Regions from separate parts of the Mus musculus genome. Here regions 2, 3 and 4 are each linked to region 1. A link is a contact called in public HiChIP or PLAC-seq and promoter capture Hi-C data. All regions are on one chromosome and are shown on one strand. Each heading gives the region's core, a stretch centred on a gene start, on an enhancer-like site or on the middle of the called end of the contact. The rest is flanking DNA. Distances are from core to core; before and after follow the strand shown.

Region 1 (3,461 bases), core at 561-3,060:
GGGAGCAGGGCTCTGCATTCAGGGGTTTTATTCTGGCCTAGTTTTGCAAGTCTCCACGAGCCCCAGTTGCATCCTCCGGTGGAACAGTTTTTCCTGCCTTCCTTGGCTGCTGCAGTAGAGAGGCCTCTAGAAGCCTGTGCGGCAGGCAGAAAGCTGCTTTATGTCTCCTCTTTGCCTCCCAGGTGTCTGTGGACACTAGAGTACCAGGGAGTGGACAGTAAGACCACAACACAACTTGAAACTGGATACACTGCCCACTCAGAACATATCTTTTCCTTTGCTTGGTAATTGGCTCAGATGTGGGAGACTCCAGCATATGAAGTCTTGACACCAACACTTTAGAGGGCTAAGACCTGTCCCTGTGAATGACTATAGTGACAAGAACTTTTCCATTGAATTTGTTGCTAACATTTGTGCTACCTCCCCAACAGCTGTGCAACAAATCTTAAAGATTAAAAGTAAAATAAAATAAAGGGGGACAGTGGTGAAGTCTTTAAACCCCAGGATTCAATATTTGGGAGGCAGATCTCTGTTCATTGAAGTCCAGCCAGGTTTACTTTATTGAGGAGGGAGAGAGAACTTTGGATCTAAAATGTTCCTCAGAAGTTCATGTGATGTGTCTTGGACTCCAGTGATTTATGCTTAGACACAGTTTTGGAGAAATGATTGGCACTGCCCTCATCAGTGGATTCATATAACCTGATGGTGGAAACTCTAGGGGAATGGGCATAGTTAGCTGGGAGCCAGTACTTGGGAGCATGTCCTTGAAGGCTGTCTGCTTACTGACAGATTCTTGCAGTGTAGCCCAGGCTGGCCTCAAGCCTGTGACCCTTTTTGATAGGTTATTTCTCTGATGTTGGTGAAATGAGCCAATTCACACTAGATTCGAGTCTATTAAAGGCAGGTTTATTGGGAAGCTCTCTCAGGCAGGCTAGTTCACTGGCCTCAGGAGTCGCCACGGGGGTAAGGATGGGATAAGGAAGGGAGAGAGAAAAAAAGAAAGGGCATGCAGGCAGAGAGGAGACAGAGAAAATGTCTAGAAATATAGGGAGGAGCCTCTGGGGTGAAGGGCAGCCTAGCTCCTGGGCTGGAAAGTTCAAGGTTGGGGGCAGGGAATGCCAGATAGGGACTAAAAGGACGCTAGGGAAGTCCGGAGGTCAAGTCTGCTTTGATATGTAAAATATGCACCTCAGTTCCTGGTCAGGTATAAAACCAAACACTTTTTTCCTTTAGCTTCCCAAGAGCTGGTATTACAAACAGGCTACCACACATAATTCATTTACAACATTACTGTTATTACTTTGACAGGATCTATTTAGCTTGGGCTGGTCTCGAACTTGCAGCCATTGTGATACTCAAGTCTTCACATTGGTGGGATTCCAAGATGTCTGCCGCCAGGCCCACCTGGGCACTTCCATCAGCAGGGATTCTGACAGTTCCTGTGAGAGAAAGAAACAGATCCCAACACAATAGGTTGGGATCTCACTCTAGATAAAGAGCAGACACAGCCCCAGGCCTTCCCCCACCTTGTACGTGCGCCACCAGCCATAGGCAGAAGTTGGTCCTTGCATGTGGTCCTTTGATGGCTAGGATGGCTAGGACCAGGACCATCCTAGCACACCTGGCTAAGCGTGTGATCACGCCCCTTTAGGGCGGAGCCTAAGCCATCACCAATCAGCGTCGCCGGAGGAGGGCCGCGGGTGCCCTGCGGAGCCCGCAGTTCCTGAGACCTGAGCGCTCGGAGACGCGGTGACACGGCGCGGGACTGGCGCAGAGCTCTCGGGCTCCTCAGCCTCCCTCCCCTCCCCTCCCTTCGCTGTCTTCTCCTTCTCAGCCGGACCGGAACTATGTGATCCCGGAAGTTCCGGGGCCATTGCTGTGTGGGATAAACAGTAATGGCGGAGGCTGCGGCTCCCGGAACAACAGCCACAACATCAGGAGCAGGAGCGGCAGCGGCGGCGGTGGCAGCGGCCTCCCTCACCTCTATCCCCACAGTCGCTGCCCCGTCCCCGGGGGCGGGAGGAGGGGGCGGCGGCAGCGACGGCAGCGGCGGCGGCTGGACGAAACAGGTCACCTGCAGGTAGGACGTTGCGTGGCGCGGCGGAGGGCGGGGGCTGCGGGGCCGAGCAAGAGGCGGAGGCGGGCGTCGCGGGGTCCCCGCTGCGGCTGTCCGTACAGCATCGCTGCGTCAGCCTCCGCAGAGGTTGGCCGCGGCATCGCTGCGGGTTTCAGACTGCGGGCTCGGACTGCAGGGCGGTCCCGTCACCTCGCCTCGCTCAGCGGCGCCCCGGTGCGTGCGGAGAGGACCGGTGTCCCCGCCCTGGCCTCCATCGCTACAGGTTCGGGGATGCGGCGCGAGCTCGCCGATGCGAATCGGGCTCTAACGACCCTCGGTGCGCCCTGAGACCCTCCAAGGGTCCCGGCGAGCTCGGCCGGCCCCGGGGCTCCGAGCCGGGCTATCCGTTTGTAACGTCTTTTCTGCTCTCTGCGCCGCTCACCCCCGCCCCGCCGGGAGCAGCCGCTTTTGTATGCCTTTGTATGTAAGTCGGTGGTCGGCGGTTCCGAGCTTTGTCTCCGAACCGAGCGTTCGGAGCCGGCGTTAGGCTCTTCCACCCTTGGTTTTATGAACTGCCATTATTATTACTGTCCCTTTGAGAGGCGTTCTTCTTTGCGAGAAAGGAGATCCGACCAGAGAGGTTTGGTTCTTGTTTGGTAAGCGAGACGAAATTATTGGGAAAATGTATGATCAGGTGACAGTTATACAGTACGTATGTTAAAAAATAATTCCCCAGCTATAAACGTTGGAGGAAGGATTGTTTGTATTAACGATGGGAGGGGGCTTATTGAGACAGTCCTACTGTGTGGCCCCGGTTGACCTATATAGTCTGACTGCCCTAGAATTTTCGGCAATCCTCTTGTTTTTGCCTCTCTAGTGCGGGAGTGCAGGGGTGAGATGATACCACGCCCGAGTATATAGATTTTAACTACCAGGAAGGACTATATACGCTTTTCTATCGGCTAAGAAAATTAAAAGGAAATGCCACTTTAAACCCGGCAAGGACAGTTTATTAACCGCAAATGCTAAAGGCAATTCCTAATGAACAACTCGGTGTTGATATTAACTCCCAAACTGAAGAATCTTCCAGTCTTTCCTGTAACACATTTAATAACGTCAGATTAAAGCTTTCCCCTCAGTCTGTTCTTTTTTTTTTTTTTTTGAGGCAAGGTCCAGCTTTGCAGCCTGGTTGTCCTAACACTGTTGCATTGACCAGGCTGGCCTTGAACTTCCCTCCTCCAGCCTTTGCCCTCCTAGTACTAAGGATAGTGTTTCCACCCGGGCTGATATTGAAAATTTAAATCCTTGATTTTTTTTTTTCTTTCATCTACTATCTTTCTCTAGTCTAGTTCTAAATACCCATTACCAAATAACATTTCATAACTGATTTCATTATCATCCTGTC
Region 2 (3,342 bases), core at 11-2,510, 760 kb after region 1:
AACCCCTCGGCAGCACCTTCAAACAAACAAAACAACAACAAACTTCTGTAGCCTGGCCTGGGTGGTCTCTCAGATCTCTTGCTCATATTCTCTCTCCCCCTCCATCCCTCTTTTCTCATGCCCTCATCAGCACCCAGCACCCTAGGGTTCAGTTATCCACAAGGAACTGGCTAATTCCAGCCACCTCCTGTCGTCATTCCTTGACCTAGTGCACCCTCTCCTGTCTGTTCCACACCCCCAAAAGATGTCCTACTCTGAGATGCCCTCCTCTGACTCAGCCCCTAGTTAACGCTATCCAGTTCCTACTAGGTAGAAGCGTGAGAAGTACCTGGAAGCTGACCCTCCCTGTGTCCAACTCCTGCATCTCCCGAGCAACACTCACCACTCACTGGACGCCAACCCAAGTTTCCTAAAACAGTTTGTGAACTGAATGAAGTCTCTTCGCTCAGTGTCTTCTAGATAGCCTGAGGTCACTCCCTGAGCCAGTATAACAAGAAGGAATTGGTGGCATCCCAGAATGGTTAGGAAAGTCCTCTGGGGTTTCCTCTCCATCAACCCCATCACTAGCAGGGCGCCCCCAAGGTGCAGGGAATCAAAGCTTTTGCTTTTATGAGGCACTAAATGTTTTCTCTACTAGAGATTCAGGCTGCCACGAAGGTGCTTCACTTTCGGACCCAACTAAGGTTTGGAGCATAAAGCTTGCTCCAAGGTCAAAGAGGGATTTGGCAGCAAAGATTTGTCAAAACAATGACCTGAGGTGGTCCCCAGGGACCCCTTTCCCCTCCCATAGTGACATCTGCCTCCCCTGATACTAACGAATCCCCCTGATCCATTCCTCTGCGAGCTGTCAAGGTGACTGGCCATTTCCTGGGTCTTGACTCAGGGACCGGGGATGGAAGGCTGAGCGCTTACCCTCCAAGGCCGCCTTCCAGCTGGTGCTGCCCTCGTAGCCTGACCCGGATCGCCTCAGCAGCCCCTCTGGGCCACGGGCCTCTGCCTCCGCTGGAGAGCGCGGCCTGGGCGCAGCGGGCGCGGGACGAGCTGCGGGGGGCGGCGGGCGGGCGCGCGCGGGGGGCTCCCGGGCCGGCTCCATGCCGCGACGCGCGCGCGCTCCTGCACCGGGCAGCAGAGCCCGGCCCCACGCGCACTCCGCGCTGCGCGCGCCCCGCGGGCCGCCCAGGCCGGCTCGGTACTCCGGGACCGCGACGTCCGCAAGCCGGGGCTGAGCCCGGCTCCCGCGCCGGAGACGCTCAGGTCCCCGCCGTGCGCGCCGCAGCCTGCGCGCCGAGCCCCGCGCGGGGGAGGAGCCCGGGCTGCGAGGGAGCCGCGACCGCGGGGCGGGGTTGCGGGGAGGAAAGACAGCCCAGGCCACTGGCCCCGCCACCGGCTCCCTCGCAGCTGTGAGCCAAGGTGCTCCTCCTCCAGAGTCAGCTGCTGGGCATCTTCTAAAGTGGGGGGAGTTTCCCAAGACAAGGACCTGGGAAGGCTGCTCCTGGGGTGCCTTGGAGGCAGAGAACAAGGATGGGGGCTGGGACTTGTCACCCCCACCCCCACCGCATCCCCGACTCAGCGCTGCCATGGTCCAAGGGGACAGGGCCAAGCAGCACTGCAACCAGAGAGCCATACTGACCATCTATTGCGGTTCAGGGACTTTTCTCCACATTTTGTCTCTGTGTGACTGTTAACGTTTGCACATAGAAGCCGGAGGTCTTCATTGGGTATATTCACTCTCCACTTTTCTTTTTATTTTTAAATATAGGATATCACTATGCAGCCCTAGAACTTGCTATATAGACCTGGATGGCCTCTGACTCTAGCCTGCCTCTTCCCCTCAAGTGCTGAGATTAAAGTCATACACCTCCACACTTGATACCATCTTTTTTTTTTTTTTTCTTGAGCCAGGTTCCCTCATTCAACTTGGGGCCCACCAATTCAACTAAAGTGAGCTGGTCAACCTGCTTTACGGATAGGTCTGTCTCCCCACCCCACCTCCCACTTCCCACTGCTGGGTTAGCTGCTCAACACCAATGCAACTTTTTACTTGAGCACTGGGGATCTGAACTTAGTCCTTAGGCCTGTGCCACAAGCACTTTGCCTACGGAGTCATTCCCTCTGCCTCTCTTCTGAGAGTTTTGAGACTGAATCTCACTTATAACTCTGGCTGGCCTGGGGCTCGCAGTAGACCAGGCTAGCCTCCAGCAACTGTCCCCCTGCCTCTTCCTCCCAAGTGCCGGATGACACTCATGTGTCATCACAGCCTAGCTAAGCTGCAGGAACTTGTCACATGTCCCAGCCAGCTGAGAATGGACTTCAGGAAGCCTAGGGCACAGATGGGCCTGGGAGCCCAAGCCAGTCATCCAACTGCTTGGGACACAAAGCAGAAGAATTGAGAGTTCGAGGTCTGCCTGGGTGGGCTACATAGACTGAGGCCAAACTGAAATGTATAGCGAGGTCCTGTCTCAAGAAATAACCAATCAAAAGGGCCAAGGGAGTTCCTGAAGCAGCCGTGGCAGATTTGTGGTTGTCATGGAGATGTGAGGCATCTTGTAGGTCAGATGCCCTCTGTGACCTTTCCTAACCTCTTCTCTGACCTCTAGGAATCTACCATAGTCTCAGCCTCCAGTGTGGGTAATTCTCAGTGCGTGCTCCCACACCCCATGTGTGTGTGTGTGTGTGTGTGTGTGTGTGTGTGTGTGTTTGCTTGTGGATGTGATGTGAGCTCTCAGCTACTACTCTAGCACCAGACCCGCCTGGCTACTGCCATGCTTTTTGCTGTGATGGCCCTGGATTCTAACTCCCTGGAATTGTAAGATCCCTATAAACTCTTTCTTCTATAGGTTGTGCTGGTCATGATGTGTTTTCACAGCAATAGAAAAGTAACTAAAATACCTAGTATGCACAAAGCCCTGGGTTCTACCCCTGAAACCTTATTAATTGGGTGTTATTCAAGGTTATCCTTGATTACATAGTAAGTTCAAGGGCAGTCAGAGCTAAAGACCCTGTGTAGATGATGATAGTGATAGTGACGGTGATGGTGGTCATGGTGGTGATGGTGGTGGTGATGGTGGTGATGATGGTGATGATGGTGGTGGTGGTGATGGTGGTGGTGGTGATGCAGGAGTTGTGTTAGAAGGAGGTGGAATGTGAATGCCAAGCACAGTAGTTGTTCCCTCTTAATCCTCCTGGACTAAGACTGGCCATGTTCTCTACTTTAGAACATTCTCCACCTCTCCAGAGAAGCACTTAAGTGGACTGCCACCCTAAATGCTACAAACCTCATCATATTGGTACAGGAAGCATCAAAGACATTAGAGCAGGTTAGGCAATGGTCACAATTATAGG
Region 3 (3,194 bases), core at 302-2,801, 540 kb after region 1:
TTTGAGAGAGCAGCAGTATTTAGGAGCAACCGGCCATGAACAAATCTAGGGAAACCAGTTAAGGATTACAAGGGGATAGAAAGGGACAAGTGAAGAGTGTGAAGGAAGATCGTAGGGGCCTAAAGATCTAAAGTTAAGGTCCAATACTTTGTATCATTGGATAATATCCTTTACTGTTGTGGGCTTCTTGGACTGCAAAACGGCAAGGCAGGCCTAGATGATCTCTGAGGTTCCCCTTACCAATGGTCGCCTAGGAGTCTACAACGTGAAGAACATTAGAGTAAGGAAAGCACTAGTGTAATGTAATATGAAATATTGAGGCAAAGAAGATCGCCGTCAAGGACCATCCCAAGATGAAGTGAAACTTATTTTCCAGTAACAAAACCAGCCACGTGTGTGCAGGAGCTAGGTTGTTTTTTTATTTTTGGGTGGTGGATGGGCACGGGATACAGAAGCTGGAAAGATAGTGAGAAAACAATGGTCTTAAAAAGAAAAGAAAACAATGGGCTTGTTTTAAAGAAAGTTCTCCAGAGTTAGAGGTCATCATATTACATCCCCACCCTCAAGGTAGCTTCTAAACTGTTTTGGACCTATGATTTACAGGTAGGAAATACAATTTACATCAGGTGTCCAGTATTCATACCTGAAAATAAAGGGTTTATGAGACAAAATATTTTTTGCTGGATACTAATATTTTGTTGGCTTTTCAGAAGCTTTGTTGTCACCCACTTAATTTCTTTTATGAACTATTCATATATCAGGACTCAACAAGTTTTCGTAAGTTGGAGGCAAAAGGCAGGGCGTCCCGTGCAGACGTCCAGAAGCGAGCTGGAGAGGCAAATCAGGGCAGAGATCCAGGCTAGGAGAGTTTAGAGAACGTTTCGCTCCGGCCCGAGTGAGCAGAAAAAAAGCAAAACCCTGGAGCCACTAGGTGGGACCCTCCCACCCGGATGATGGAGGAGAGGGCTCTCCAAACATCGGGATCAGGCGTCCATCCTGACGTTGCGTTTTCCCCGAGCAGTTCAGGGAGCTCCCCCGACATTCTCCCGGGAGGACTACGCGCCCACTCCCTCCAGTCATTTCCCCCGCGTGTCGGCTAGAACGGAGCCCGCACGCGCTGGGGTGAAGACACTTTGCCCGGCAGCGGGACTGCTGTCGGCAGCAGCCGCTCGCGCTCCCCGGCCCGGTCGGCCGGCGCGCGCACACCCACGCGCGCACTCCCAAGCACGCACACACAAAGTTGTGGCCGCCTCCACCGCGGAGCTCCGGTCGGCGGCTGCGGGCCAGCGCACCGCGCTCTCGCCCAGCCCCGCTCGCACGGCCGCTCGGCTCCCCTCGGGCCGCGCTCGGCCCCCGCCGACGCCCCGCTCTGCCCTTCGGCTCGGCCCTCCCCGCCTCGCATCCGTGCCATCGGCGCTCGATTGCGCGCGGACTCCCTGGGGCTCTTCCCGGCTCGTTCGCTCGCGCTTGCCCGCCCGCCCGCTCGCGCCCGGCCGCGCCGCCCCGCCCCCGCCCCCTCCCCCTGCTCCTCACGGGCAACTTTTGCCGGCGCCCCCGCCTCACAGCCATGCGGAGCTGAGCTCCGGCCCGGGCCCTGGCCGCCGCAGCCCGCCCCGGCTCCCGCCCTCGCGGACCCGCCCGGCCCTTGGCCTCGGCGCCTTAGCCGCCCCGGGCCGGCCGAGCCCCCCGCGCAGGGCCCGGGCCGCGGCTACGGCGGCGGCGGCGGCGGCGGCGACGCGCCCGCCCGGCCCCCTCCCCCGGCGCCGGCCAAGTGAGGCGGTGATGCGGGCGCTGGCGGCCTGGGCTGCGCCGAGAGCGGAGACACAGGCTCAAGATGGCAGATTCCCACTGAGGCTGAGGGGGCCGAGCTCGCGCGCCGCGTTCCCTTCTCCGTTGCCATGAACCGCGGACACCCCGGCCCCGATGGCCCCCGTGTACGAAGGTAAGGGGCACCCGGCCCGCGATCCCCCCGCTCGCTCGGCCAGCCGCGGCCCCCGTAGCTTTGTTCTGCCCGCGGCCCCTCGCCCGGCAGCCCCCGGCCGCAGCCCCGGGCCCTGGTCCTGGGGGCTCGCGACCTTCCCCGGTGCCCCCATCCTGGGTCCAGACGGGACCGGAGCCGGCCTGGAGCAGGATCTTATTTCCAGGGCAGAGAAGGCGGCTGGGGGGTGTGTGCCGGTGGGCTGCTGCCCAAAGAAAAGAAATGGGGGCGGCGTGTGGGAAAAGACGGATCCGTGACTGCTTTCTGTTTATTTGTGATAAATGAAGGTGATGCGGTCCTCCCCCATTACCTTTAAACGATCTCCTTTCTACTTGTCCGTCCTCTCTGCTCCCTTTTCCAAACATCTCCACTCCCACCCCACACTCCTTTATTCTTCCCGAGCCTCCGATTTTTGGGGGGTGGTGGTGGTGGTGGTGGCTGTGGAATCCGATTGAAAGGGGCCAAGCGATGAGAGAGGGTTGAGATGAAAAGTCCATTTCAGACCCAGGCAGAACAATGAAATAGGCTCAAAATCTCCCCGCAGTTGGCGTGTGGAAGGGAGAATGTAGTTTGGCTTTTTGGGGGGGGCGGGGAAGGGGGTGCGAAAGAAGGTTTTCTGGCTCGGCCTGGGTAGATCGGTGCTGTGCACCTTCACCTGGCGTTGGCTGATTTTTTTCCCATTTGACTGTCTTTAGAAGAAAGAAAAGGTAAGGCGATACAGCTGCCTCGCGCACTCTTTCGGTTCTCTTCAGTCAGTTCCGTCAGCTTGCAGCGAGAAAATCAAGCCGGAATCAACTAAGTTTTTACTCTTCTATGGGGTTTTGTGTGCTTGTAGTACCGGGTATTTTTCAACCAAAGTGTGCCAGATTTTTTCAGTTATTTCGTCGTGAAAATGTTTCTCTCGTGAAATCATTGAAATAGCAGCCCTTTACATACTTTTAGCGTGGGTCCATCTGGCTTTCTTTCGGTTTTGTTCAGATATTCTGTGTATGAAATCGCAAATGAGAGGGAAACGGGTTTGCCAGGAACCAAGAGGAGGGGCTAGGGGAGATTGTAATCCTATAAACCCAGGGAACTGTTGGGCCGAGTGAAACAGGGATCTCATTAATAGTTTTATCTCTGTTAGGAGAGGCTGATTTAAAAAAAAAAAAAAAACTTATCTGAAAAGAAAATCTGTTATTAGTACCAGGGCTCTAAATGAATTAGGTTTCTGCAT
Region 4 (3,031 bases), core at 476-2,975, 990 kb after region 1:
GATAGTTGAAAGGAAATAATGAATTCTGCAGTTCATTAGAAAGCCCAGCCTAATAAAGAGCATAGTCGCTAAACAAGAGAGCAATGTCTGTCTCCTGCCTCTGTCTCTCTCTCTCCCATCTCCCCTTCCTAAAGATCACCAGCCCACAACAATAAAAATTACAATCACCGACAAACCGCTGTCCTAATCCCATTGTTCACCGGTTCCCTCAAAAGCATACCGATGTATTTTCCTAAGTTTTTTTTTTTTTGATCCAAAGCGAATGTTTTTTTTTTTTTTTTTTTTTTCCGTCATTCTCCAGAAATCCACAACGGACAAAATGCTCCCAATTCGAACTAATGAGAGCCACTCAAATAATATGACTGGGCAGCCACCGGGTAAGACAAGAGACCTTTCCATTCAAAGACAATGTGCACAAACTCAACACACACACACACACACACACACACACACAAAGCTAACAATATTTACCAACACAAGTGCAACCACATTACGAATCCACTTTTTCATTCCTAACGTGGAATCATTAGTTTCTGAAAATGTTTAATTTCTCTTAAATCCCCTTCAATCAAGGAAAATAAACCACCCGGCCACGAGCCCATCTCAGCAGCCCTGGCGCACGGTACAGCTGGGTTGAGGAAGGATGAGGATGAGCCGAGAAGGGGTCACACAATCTCTCCGCTTCAGACCGGGGGGCGTGTCCCCCAAGGTTTTTTTTTCGCTTCCCTTCTACCGGAACGACAGATGGAAGTGCCACAAGAAGCTAGCCGCACGGCTCACAGGGCCTCGGGATTTGGTGTGGGGAACAGAAAGGAAAAGGAGGAAAAAGCTGAGGTTTCGAAAGGTGCACAGGAAAACCGGCTCGGCGCGGTGTGGTGGGGGCAGCATCGGCCACCCAGGAGGGCCGAGCCGCGCAGCTCCCGCCCCGTCTAGCTGCCCGGCCCCCGCCACCCCACCCCCGGGGCGAGCGAAGTGCAGAGCAGCCCGGGCAGGCGGCGGGTCCGGAGGCGCCCGGGCTGTGGGGCGGCCGGGAGGGAGGGACCCTCTGTACCCGTTGTTCTCCGCACAGCAGCAGCTCCGGGTAGCTGAACTCCACGCAGCTTTCGTCCGTGGGGTCCTTGAGCACCAGCTCCAGGCGAACCGTCTCCTTCGGCGGTCGCGGCGGCGGCTCCGCCCGGGAAGCCGACTCCCGCGGAGGGGGAGTCTGCAGGGGCAGCGGCGGCGGCGGCGGCTCGGGCCGCGGGGGCTCGCGCTGCAGCGCCATGGGCGGCTCGGCGCGGCTGACCTCGCGCTGGGGGAGCGGCTTGTCGCGCGCCGGGGGCTGCGCGTCAGCGCGGGGGGCCGGCTCCGCCCGGGCCGGCTCGCGGTACGGCTGCGGCTCCAGTCGGGGGGGCTCGCGCTCGGCGCCCGCGAAGTCGGCCTCGCGTCGCCTCACCGGTGACAGGCTAATGAACGCGACTCTGCGCGGCTCCGCCATCCCCACTGTTCTGGCCCTCGGCGCTCGCTCGAGCCGGCTCTCGCCTCGACGCCGCACGGCGCGCCTGCCCGCCTCTCCTTCTGCTCTCCGTCACTTTTCTTCCCTCCAGCACCCTCAGCTGTCCCCGCGGACGCCACCGTGAGTGCGGACCGGGTCCCCGTCCCCGCTACTACGTTCTGATGGGCTCCACCGCCATCGCCAGGGTCGCCGCAGCCGCCATGTTGGATCCCCCACATAAATAGAAGCAGGCCGCTGAGCGGGCGCATGCGCACACTCGAGACGCTCGCGTCCACAGTCGTGGCTGTTGCTCAGTTTTCCCCTTTTCCTCTCAACAGTCTGGAGGCCAGACAGCTCGGCGGAAGTGACGTCACAGACAGGCCTGTCTCCGTGGCAACGGGGACGCTCTCTGCTTTGCTTTCAAAGGAGGGGTTTGGGGTTCCCTGAGTGATTTCCTCCTCTCGCCCGGAAACCGAGGCACGCTCGCCGATCCCTTAGGGTGAGCGTCGCGATGTGCCTGGGACCGACACAGTCATGGCGCCGGGTCCCGCCCGACGTTGGCCTCTGGCTCTCGGCGCTGGGGAACAGGGTTGTCAGCTGAGGATTCCAGGCGGACCCAGGGCAGGGGTGAGGGGCTCGCGGCCCGGCGCCGGGCCCGCCGGTCTGTTGTCCCGTCACCTGAGGTGTCCAGGGTAGAAAGGCGAAAACTAAACTCTCCTCAGACCCCTCCCGAAAGCGCTACGCTGCCTCCCACACCGCTGCCTCCCACACCTCTTCCTAGCCGCTTTGCGCATGGCGGTGAGACGTTCAGTGACGCGCCTCAGTTGGGAAATTGAACTGGCAAAGGAACAGTTCTTGAAGACTTGAACGTCTTGGCAGCCTTTGGTGTTATTTTAGGGGACATGCTCCCGGGGGAAGAAAATTCACGGCTCATCTTTGAGTGGGAAGGAGCGTTGCTTAGGCTTCGTTGGAGCATCGTGGGAAACGAACTGGAATTCAGATTTTAACGGACGAGAATTACTAGCCCTTTTCATCTATTCAATAGAAAGGGAATTGAAAGACTCCCTTGCCGCATCCTCAAGGAAACCCAAGCTTGTTAATTGCATCAACTATATTAGATGTTGAAGAGCTGAGTCAAAGAGTCGTCACAGACGTTTTTAATATTTGCTCTTCTATTCCTTTCCAAAGGTGTACCAAATGGTGATGGAATGTTCAACCCAAAAGATTGTGCTAGCTCTAAGCCAGGTGTAGAGATGTATCCCTTTAGTGTCAGGAAGATACAGGCTGTTACATTTCAACATGGTCCACATAGACAACTGCAGGTCAGCTAACACTTCTTTTTTTTTTTTTTTTTTTTTTTTTTTGGTTTTTTGAGACAGGGTTACTCTGTGTAGCCCTGGCTGTCCTGGAACTCACTCTGTAGACCAGGCTGGCCTCTGCCTACCGAGTGCTGGGATTAAAGGCATGCGCCACCACGCCCGGCCAGCTAACACTTCTTAATGGAAGTGGGTGCACTCTGGAGCCAGGCGGATCTCTATGAGTTCAAGGCCAGCCTGG

Evidence for each region. HiChIP or PLAC-seq counts read pairs in DNA pulled down with a chosen protein or histone mark. Capture Hi-C pulls out chosen DNA fragments and counts their contacts.
Region 2: a promoter capture Hi-C map of liver shows a contact between it and region 1, with 3 times the contacts expected there. The contact joins the promoter of Clec2l here to the promoter of Mkrn1 in region 1. A contact is called at or near these places in 2 of 39 promoter capture datasets (both in liver), 1 of 115 datasets of contacts at active chromatin or transcription factors (embryonic forebrain) and 1 of 9 other capture datasets (liver).
Region 3: an H3K4me3 HiChIP or PLAC-seq map of pro-B cells shows a contact between it and region 1, with 2.3 times the contacts expected there. The contact joins the promoter of Hipk2 here to the promoter of Mkrn1 in region 1. A contact is called at or near these places in 1 of 39 promoter capture datasets (pre-B cells) and 3 of 115 datasets of contacts at active chromatin or transcription factors (large pre-B cells, memory CD8 T cells and pro-B cells).
Region 4: a contact with region 1 is called in an H3K27ac HiChIP or PLAC-seq map of embryonic stem cells, with 4 times the contacts expected there. The contact joins the promoter of Ubn2 here to the promoter of Mkrn1 in region 1. A contact is called at or near these places in 1 of 115 datasets of contacts at active chromatin or transcription factors (embryonic stem cells) and 1 of 9 other capture datasets (pancreatic islet).

What each region holds. Positions count from the first base shown.
Region 1 is chr6:39,418,718-39,422,178 of GRCm38.p6, reverse strand. Mkrn1 (makorin, ring finger protein, 1) reads left to right here and starts at 1,810. Exons shown (of 8, transcript NM_018810.2): 1 at 1,810-2,080. The coding sequence starts at 1,896. Gm10244 (predicted gene 10244) reads right to left here and starts at 1,801. Exons shown (of 2, transcript NR_152168.1): 1 at 1,527-1,801; 2 at 885-1,439.
Region 2 is chr6:38,660,987-38,664,328 of GRCm38.p6, reverse strand. It overlaps Clec2l (C-type lectin domain family 2, member L), which reads right to left and starts at 1,260. Exons shown (of 5, transcript NM_001101507.1): 1 at 913-1,260. The coding sequence starts at 1,093. RefSeq lists an enhancer at 1-328.
Region 3 is chr6:38,874,547-38,877,740 of GRCm38.p6, reverse strand. Hipk2 (homeodomain interacting protein kinase 2) reads left to right here and starts at 1,551. Exons shown (of 15, transcript NM_010433.2): 1 at 1,551-1,942. The coding sequence starts at 1,924. It also overlaps a transcript of Tbxas1 not described here.
Region 4 is chr6:38,432,619-38,435,649 of GRCm38.p6, reverse strand. Ubn2 (ubinuclein 2) reads right to left here and starts at 1,725. Exons shown (of 17, transcript NM_177185.4): 1 at 1,052-1,725. The coding sequence starts at 1,477.